2 separate regions of the Mus musculus genome follow, and region 2 is linked to region 1. The links are chromatin contacts, called in public HiChIP or PLAC-seq maps. All regions are on one chromosome and are shown on one strand. Each heading gives the region's core, a stretch centred on a gene start, on an enhancer-like site or on the middle of the called end of the contact. The rest is flanking DNA. Distances are from core to core; before and after follow the strand shown. Region 1 has its middle 320 kb from the start of Gm25833. Region 2 has its middle 51 kb from the start of Gm25833.

What was found. HiChIP or PLAC-seq counts read pairs in DNA pulled down with a chosen protein or histone mark.
Region 2: a contact with region 1 is called in a RAD21 HiChIP or PLAC-seq map of pro-B cells, with 5 times the contacts expected there. The contact joins two enhancer-like sites. A contact is called at or near these places in 2 of 15 datasets of contacts at CTCF or cohesin (large pre-B cells and pro-B cells) and 1 of 115 datasets of contacts at active chromatin or transcription factors (large pre-B cells).

The regions. Positions count from the first base shown.
Region 1 is chr6:68,208,514-68,212,609 of GRCm38.p6, forward strand. It overlaps Igk and the pseudogene Gm4873. Among named protein-coding and RNA genes, the nearest start is that of Gm25833, 320 kb to the right of the region's middle. Within about 2 kb of position 1,523, at least 6 of the 459 cell types and tissues checked have an H3K27ac peak or open chromatin away from gene starts, as enhancers often do. A contact at or near this core is called in pro-B cells, where this site is marked.
Region 2 is chr6:68,479,333-68,483,192 of GRCm38.p6, forward strand. It overlaps Igk, the pseudogene Igkv15-101-1 and the pseudogene Igkv15-101. Among named protein-coding and RNA genes, the nearest start is that of Gm25833, 51 kb to the right of the region's middle. Within about 2 kb of position 1,964, at least 11 of the 459 cell types and tissues checked have an H3K27ac peak or open chromatin away from gene starts, as enhancers often do. A contact at or near this core is called in pro-B cells, where this site is marked.

The DNA.
Region 1 (4,096 bases), core at 273-2,772:
AGTGGGATTGCTTCCAGCTTCTCACCATTTACTTTGATGTTGGCTACTGGTTTGCTGTAGATTGCTTTTATCATGGTTAGGAATGGGCCTTGAATTCCTGATCTTTCCAAGACTTTTATCTTGAATGGGTGTTGGATTTTGTCAAATGCTTTCTCTGCATTTAAAGATATGATCATGTGGTTTTTGTCCTTGAGTTTGTTTATATACTGGATTACGTTGTGAATTTCCATATATTAAACCATCCCTGCATCCATGGAATGAAACCTACTTGGTCAGGAGGGATGATTGTTTTGATGTGTTCTTGGATTCAGTTAGCGAGAATTTTATTGAGTATTTTTTTTCAGCAATATTCATAAGGGAAATTGGTCTGAAGTTCTCTATCTTTGTTGTGTCTAGGTTTAGGTATCAGAGTAATTGTGGCTTCAAAGAATGAATTGGGTAGAGTATCTTCTGCTTCTGTTTTCTGGAATAGTTTGTGAATAACTGGAATTAAATCTTCTCTGAAGGTCTGATAGAACTCTGCACTAAACCCTTTTGTAGAAGGATCTGATGGTGTTTTGGATTTCTATTTTCTGTTAGTAAGATTCTTGCATTTTCCTTTCACCATCTGGTAATCTCTGGAGTTAGTTGTTATAGTTGTCTATGGTTAGAGCTTGTTCCTCTCGTGATTCTGTTATTCTCTACCAGCAGACCTGGGAGACTAGTTCTCTCCGGAGTTTCAGTGGCCAGAGCACTCTCTGCAGGCAAGCTCTCCTTTTACAGGAAAGGTGCACAAATATCTGGCATTTGGACCTCCCTCCTGGCAGAAGATGAAGGCCCATAACTGGGCCTGTCCCTGAAGCTGTTAGCTTCTGTAGTCAACACTCTCACCTTGGCAGACTAGTCTCTGAGGGATCTGGGAACCAAGATGGCTTTCCCTGGTGCGCTGGCAAAGCCCTCCCGTGCAGGTGGTGAGGGGGGTTGGGACACCTCTCCTCTGGAAGGGAAGGTGCCAGGATGTCTGGAGCACGAAACGGGGTCTGCCTCAGAAGCTGTCCTCTAGGGACCTTGGAGGTATCCACCGACTCCTTGCCCAGGTGACCTGGTGCTGGCGCCAACCAAAGGGATTTCTTGTATTTCTTATTATGCAGCTTTTACTTACTGTTATGTTGAGTGGCCCCATTCTATTTTTAGTCTAATTTCATTACATCTTTCTAGCAAAGCAACTAAAGCCACCTCTTAAAGCTTTCTTCCTAAAATTATTTTAATCAAATCAGGAATTCTATAGAATCATTAATTCATCATGAAAATTCATTTTTTTGTTAATCTGTAGGAAATCTAATTGATAGGGTTGGCTAATGCCCAGGGATTACTATATTAATTTAATAATGACAGGCAAGGCATATCATCTGCAAGAAACATTCCTGAAAAAAAAAAAAGCATTACTGGGATGAATTCTGTTTTGAACCTTGCCTCATAGAGCTCAACCTTGGCAGGACATACAAAAGAGGTGGGACACCTCCAGGAAGGCCATCTGCTATGCTAGTCTTTGTTTATCCCAGGTGGCTCTTAACATCCACCAGCTGATTTCCTGACCAGGGACCAGGCAATAATGAACTCTAATGAACTCTCTTCTTTTTTTTTTTTTGTAGAGAATAAATACATGTCATTTAATTTCTCTCTCTCTCTCTCTCTCTCTCTCTCTCTCTCTCTCTCTCTCTGTGTGTGTGTGTGTGTGTGTGTGTGTGTGATTTTCTGTGTCATACTTCTGTGAAATTCATCCTCTGTATACGTGAAAGTTACTATGTAGTTGGAGTGAGTTAGTTGTAAAGATGGATAAAGGAAAGGGGAAAAATTTAAATGTGATCTTTACAAAAGTGCATAATCTAGCTAAAATTATAATTTTCATGGGCTGTTTGGAAAGATGCGCCAGGAGTGAAGAGCATTTCTTGTTCTTGCAGCACAAGTTGGCTCAATATAAAACTTATATGATGGATTGAAACATCTACAGTTCCAGGAGACCCAACAACTTCTGAGTTCTGTGGGTATTAGAGTCACACATGTTTGGCACATGCAGGTAAAGCACCCATATACATAAGAAAACAAATCGTTAACAACTTAATTATATTTTTCAGTATTATTCAGGGTAGTATCCAAATGCAAAACATTTGATATATCATCTACAATATTTTTCCTAGATGTTGCTGCCAGCTGTGAAATACATTGCAATTTTGATAGACTATATATTTGTGAGCATAATTTTAATGCTTAATCAAAACCTACATGTATGGTGTCAGTACATGAAATATATTCATATTAATGGATATAATTAAAACAACATGCATTTTTTTCTCTATTGCTGAAATATTGTTATATTTCTGAATGTGAACACTATGACAACATATTTCCAAGTTACTCTTTTTTGAATCAAGAAAAGTTTATTCTGAATATTTAATTTAAAAAAATTCCTTACCTATGAGGTGTGCTACAGAATTCCAGATGATAATTTATATAGCACCCATCATAACAATGGAAAGGCAAGAATTCTGCAGACAAGCACATCACGGGGAGAAAACAGGCATTGATCTTCATGTGTCCCAAAGGCAGAGACACGTTTACAAGGACATGCTGGTTGGCTAACCATGCATAACCATTGGGGCCCAAACTTCCTGGTGTCTCAGACATTTGAAAGCATCTTAGGTACAGTTGCTCAAGGAATCAGAGGAGGCACCCAGTTTAGAGCATCAGTTCACTCAGTCTTGTTTTCAGCCACATCAAAATATCAGCTGACTATAATTGAACATATTTGGTGTCTTAGTCAGGATTTCTATTCCTGCACAAACATCATGACCAAGAAGCAAGTTGGGGAGGAAAGGGTTTATTTGGCTTACACTTCCATACTGCTGTTCATCACCAAGGAAGTCAGGACTGGAACTCAAGCAGGTCAGGAAGCAGAAGCTGATGCAGAGGCCATGGAGGGATGTTCTTTACTGGCTTGCCTCCCCTGGCTTGCTCAGCCTGCTCTCTTATAAAACCAAGACTACCAGCCCAGAGATGGTCCCACCCACAAGGGGCCTTTCCCCCTTGATCACTAATTGAGAAAGTGCCTTACAGTTGGATCTCATGGAGGCATTTCCTCAACTGAAGCTCCTTTCTCTGTGATAACTCCAGCTGTGTCAAGTTGACACAAAACTAGCCAGTACAATTGACCCCTTGTCAACTTGACACACAAACACATCACTAGTAAGCCTCAACCCTTAATTTCTTATTCATCCCCAAGATCTAAACAACTTTAAAAGTCCCACAGTCTTTACATATTAAAAGTCAATCCCTTTAAAATGTCCAGTATCTTCTAAAATCCAAAGTCTTTTTTTACAATTAAAAATATCTTAACTGTGGGCTCCACTAAAATAGTTTCTTCCTTCAAGAGGGAAAATATCAGAGCACAGTCACAATCAAAAGCAAAAGTCAATCTCTAACCATCCAATGTCTGGGATCCAACTCACAATCTTCTGGGCTCCTCCAAGGGCTTGGGTCACTTCTCCAGCCATGCACTTTGTAGCACACACGTCATCCTCTAGGCTCCAGATGCCTGGACTCCACTGCTGCGGCTGCTCTTGGTGGTCATCTCATGGTACTGGCATCTCCAAAACACTGCATGACCCCTTCAGTCCTGGGCCGTCAATTGCAACTGAGGCTGCATCTTCACCAATGCCTTCCATGGCCTCTCACAGTGCCAAGCCTCAGCTGCTCTGCGTGACCCCTTCATGCCTTCAAAACCAGTACCACCTGGGTGACCCTTACACATTACCAAGTCCCACTGCAGCAGGAGTACAACCTTGGCTATCTCTGGAACACAGCGTCTTTGTGCTTTCAGAAAACACTTCCCAGAAGATGTCACCTCAATGATGCTGGTCTCTTCTTAATCACCGCTAATTTCTTAGCTTCAGCTAACCAGCATCAATAGTCCCAGTAATGCAAAGTTTTTGCTTTGGTAGTTCTGGTATCTTGTTAATCACAGCTGATTCTTCAGCCCCAGCTAACCAGAACTACAGAATCCTCACAATCAAAACAGCAATGGCCCTGAAAAGAGTCTTTAATTTTCCCTCTGAAATTT
Region 2 (3,860 bases), core at 714-3,213, 270 kb after region 1:
GGCTCCATAATTTTATCTAAAGCTTTGGGGGAACAAAACATATGACTGTTTGCTGGTCAGCATAGTACAAAATCATCATCAGAAAAATCTCCAAAATTCTTGATCTGTGGTTCATCTAACTTGAAAGATTCGGTCTCATTGAGGTTCAAAGGCAGTGGCCAGATTTCACCTTCATCATTAGAAGCCTGGTGTCTAAAGGTGTTTCACCTTGCCCTTCTTGCCACTAATAGAGTTTTCTCCTCATAGTGGGGCAAGTCAGAACATAAACCACTTAGAATAACAGAAATGTGAAAACGTATGGCTGTCACTATGTCTGAATTGCTGTAGCTTCTATTGCCTGATACTATTTTCAGATGCAACCTGGTTTACCAGGACATTCTCAAGTTTTCATAGATGCAACAGCCTAACTCTGTTTCATTATCTGCTGATTCTTTAGCACAGAAACTTATATCTGCTCATCAGTGCATAGGTCATTATATACATCTGCATTGCACCATCAGTTTTGTTTACATAGCAAAGTGAGGGTACTTTACACATGAAAAGGCACTCTAATACAGAAATGTAGAATCTGTATTATATCCATTAACTGTCTTTTATAAGGTGGTATCTGAAGGTCAGAAAATTTGCTGCTATATGTCAGGTAGATTATGTGAGTTTTCTAGAAACCATTGGCTCATTGGGCAATAAAAAACAACATGGCTGAACATGTTCTCCAGAAATTTGTTTGTATAGTGCAATAGGATGACCAAGGTAGTTCTATATTCTACATCTCTTCAACCATCTGCTTATAGTTGCAGGTTGATACTGTTCGCTCCTAATTTGATTCTCAAATCTCATTAAAATGTGCTGAAATAAACAATACTATGGAAGATTATATTAGAAAAACAAATTATTGGTCAAAATAGTTAATAAACCAACAGATTCTAATCTATGTAACCAGCCAGCTAATTAGAAATAGAATTAGCACTCTGTCTTCTTGATTGTGTATTGGCTTATTTGCACATTAAGAAATGAAAATGTGAATAAGAATGCTATGTAGTCAATGCCATTCTTCCTTTTCTACTCACTGTGATACTCAATAAGGATGCTTACTTATAAAAAAAAATCTACTGTCAACTCTATGATTACCAGTACTTCCAATATTATATTTCCCACATTCTGCTTTTGTATAACATTCTCATTTTCAGTCCTGTTCTAGATAATGGAAACCTTAATCATTTGTATAAAGTTCCATAGGTTGATATTTTAGGAGCTGGAAATTCACAGAGTAGTGTTTTATGAAACAAACAGTACTAACACTCAATCATCAGAGAAAGAAAGCATGCTTTGTACAGGTATACTGTGAATGATCACTAAGAACCACAAACTTATTAACTTTCTTTAAATGATAGGAAATAATAATTCCCTAGTGTTAGTGACCTTTGCATTGCCATAATGAAAGTACTTGACAGAAACAACTTAAGAAGCACAGATGTAATTTGAACAATCTTCTCAATTTGGGGGCCTTATTGAGAGGGAAGGCATTATGAGTAACACCATTTATACCATGGTGGGTCTGAAAGCAATAGTTATGTTTGAAATAGCGAAATATAACATATACCCAAGGTCTGTTCCCATTGAACTACTTCCTCCACCTTTGACATAAACAAAACTGAGATTTCTCAAACCTACCATAATTATATGCCAAGCTAATGTCAACTACATTAAATGTAAGTTTCAAGCAATATCACAGAATCCAATAGGAATTCACAGCCCATGAACATCTTGTTATCCAGATATCACTTCTCTAAATGAACAATCTTCCTTACTGAATGAATTGCAAAAACAACACAGCTAGGATTACATAAAATAAACTGCTCTTGAGCAAAATGTGTGACATTTTAACACCCCTACACCCATGGGATTGAAAGGAGAATTAAAAGCAGACAGATCACACTGCCAGTGTCCCTCAACTCTCACAGTGGTTTTCAAATCCCAGGAGAGTATTATAAGTATTAACAGGTGCAGACACTTCATGCAACAGCTGAGGCAGCTCAGAGTTACACTGCTGAATAATCAGAGGGTTTTCTTATGACTTGTATCACTGTAAGGGGAAAACTCTTAGTCTGTACACAATAGTAAGTGTCAATGTCTTCAGGCTGCAGGCTGCTGCTGATGAGAGAGTAATCTGCCCCAGATCAACTGCCACTGAACCTCGATGGGACCCAAGTATGCAAGGTGGATGCCTTATAGATCAATATTTGAGGAGCATTCCCTGGTATCTGCTGGTGCCAGGAAGACCAACTATTAATGTTCTCACTGGCTCAACAATTGATAATTACTTGTTCTCCACTAGATGCAGATAGAGTGGATGGAGTCTGGTTCATCTGGGTATTACATCTTACACCTGAGGTTGAATACAGTGTTAACCTATAGTAAGGTTAACTAACTATAGTAACCTATAGTAAGATAATTTCCATAAAAAGCCAGGCAGCATTCACAACAATGTACTCCACTAATGTCTTACTGATTTGAAAAGCAGAGTAACAGAAGGGCTAGTAGTTCAGAAAGCAGGTTGTTGCTTTATCGTCACTGAGAATGACTTCTATACATGCTGTAAAAACTCTCTCATAAATCTTCCCAGAGGTGGGCTGTGCTTTGATTGCATGCAAATCAGTTGGGGTATGCAAGGCTGGAGCCACCTACAGTATTATTTTGGCTCATCAAATAGACTCACCCTAAATCATAGAGGACTCACATATCCAAGACAGTGAAGAATAGAAAAAAAATATATATATATGCCTTCAGACAACATGTTACTCTTTATTGGTCAAAGAACTGATTCAGTGGGATTATAAAAGTCCTATGTTGTTTTTTATCACTCTCTGTTTCCTTTAGTTCTCTTTCTAGAGTATATTCCTATTAAAAAGGATGACTGGCATCCTTAAATAACCCCAAAAATTTAAAGAAGGACTATATATTCATATAGGTTTGAAAAAGAAAATTCTAAATTGTATCATAAAAATTTGAAGATAAATAATATTACTACACACCCAAACTATCCAGAATCAAAATCTATAGAACTCAATGAATTTCTACACAAATAGAAAAAAAGGAAGCAGTTATTTTATAAGATTTTATACTTCCAAATATATTCTGTGTACATATTCTTCACCAAATGCAAAATGTCCATCACTGTGTTACAAAACAATTAGCTTTCTATCCCCTTTATGGGTTGTCTCTTTTACAATCATTTCATGTTTCAGTTTTGATGTTATTTATCACAAAAATACTTACTCTTCTTCTGATCCTGAAATGCTCTTGATGTGGACATGAGGAACACTTAAAATCGATGTTGAGTCAGGATTGCCTGGAAGGATGAGTCTCTTATCTTCACCTAGGTAATCTTGTTCCTACAGGTATCTGTGTTCTAACAAAGAACTTTAATCAAAGCCTTATAGTACCAGGAATATTCTGAGTTCCCTGAGTTCCCTTCGTTGCTCACTTTGTATTGTAAGTATTTCATATTATTCATTGTATGCTTCATGGTACTATTTATATCTTTGTGACTTCTCATCGCATAAGATACCACGTTCAAAACTGGAGATTTAATTCCTAATAAACTCTTAATAGATCCTCAATTTTATGTTCTATGCCATGTTGTACCACCACCAAGTCTGCCTCAGCAACAAGAAGAATATAATTTTCTTTTTTATTGAGTATTTTCTTTATTTACATTTCAAATGTTATCCCCTTTCCAGGTCTCCCCCTGGAAACCCCCTATCCCATTCCCCCATCCCCTGGTTCTATGAGTGTGCTCCCCCTACCCAAACACTCCTGCCTTCCTGCCCTGGCATTCCCCTACACAGAGACATTGAGAA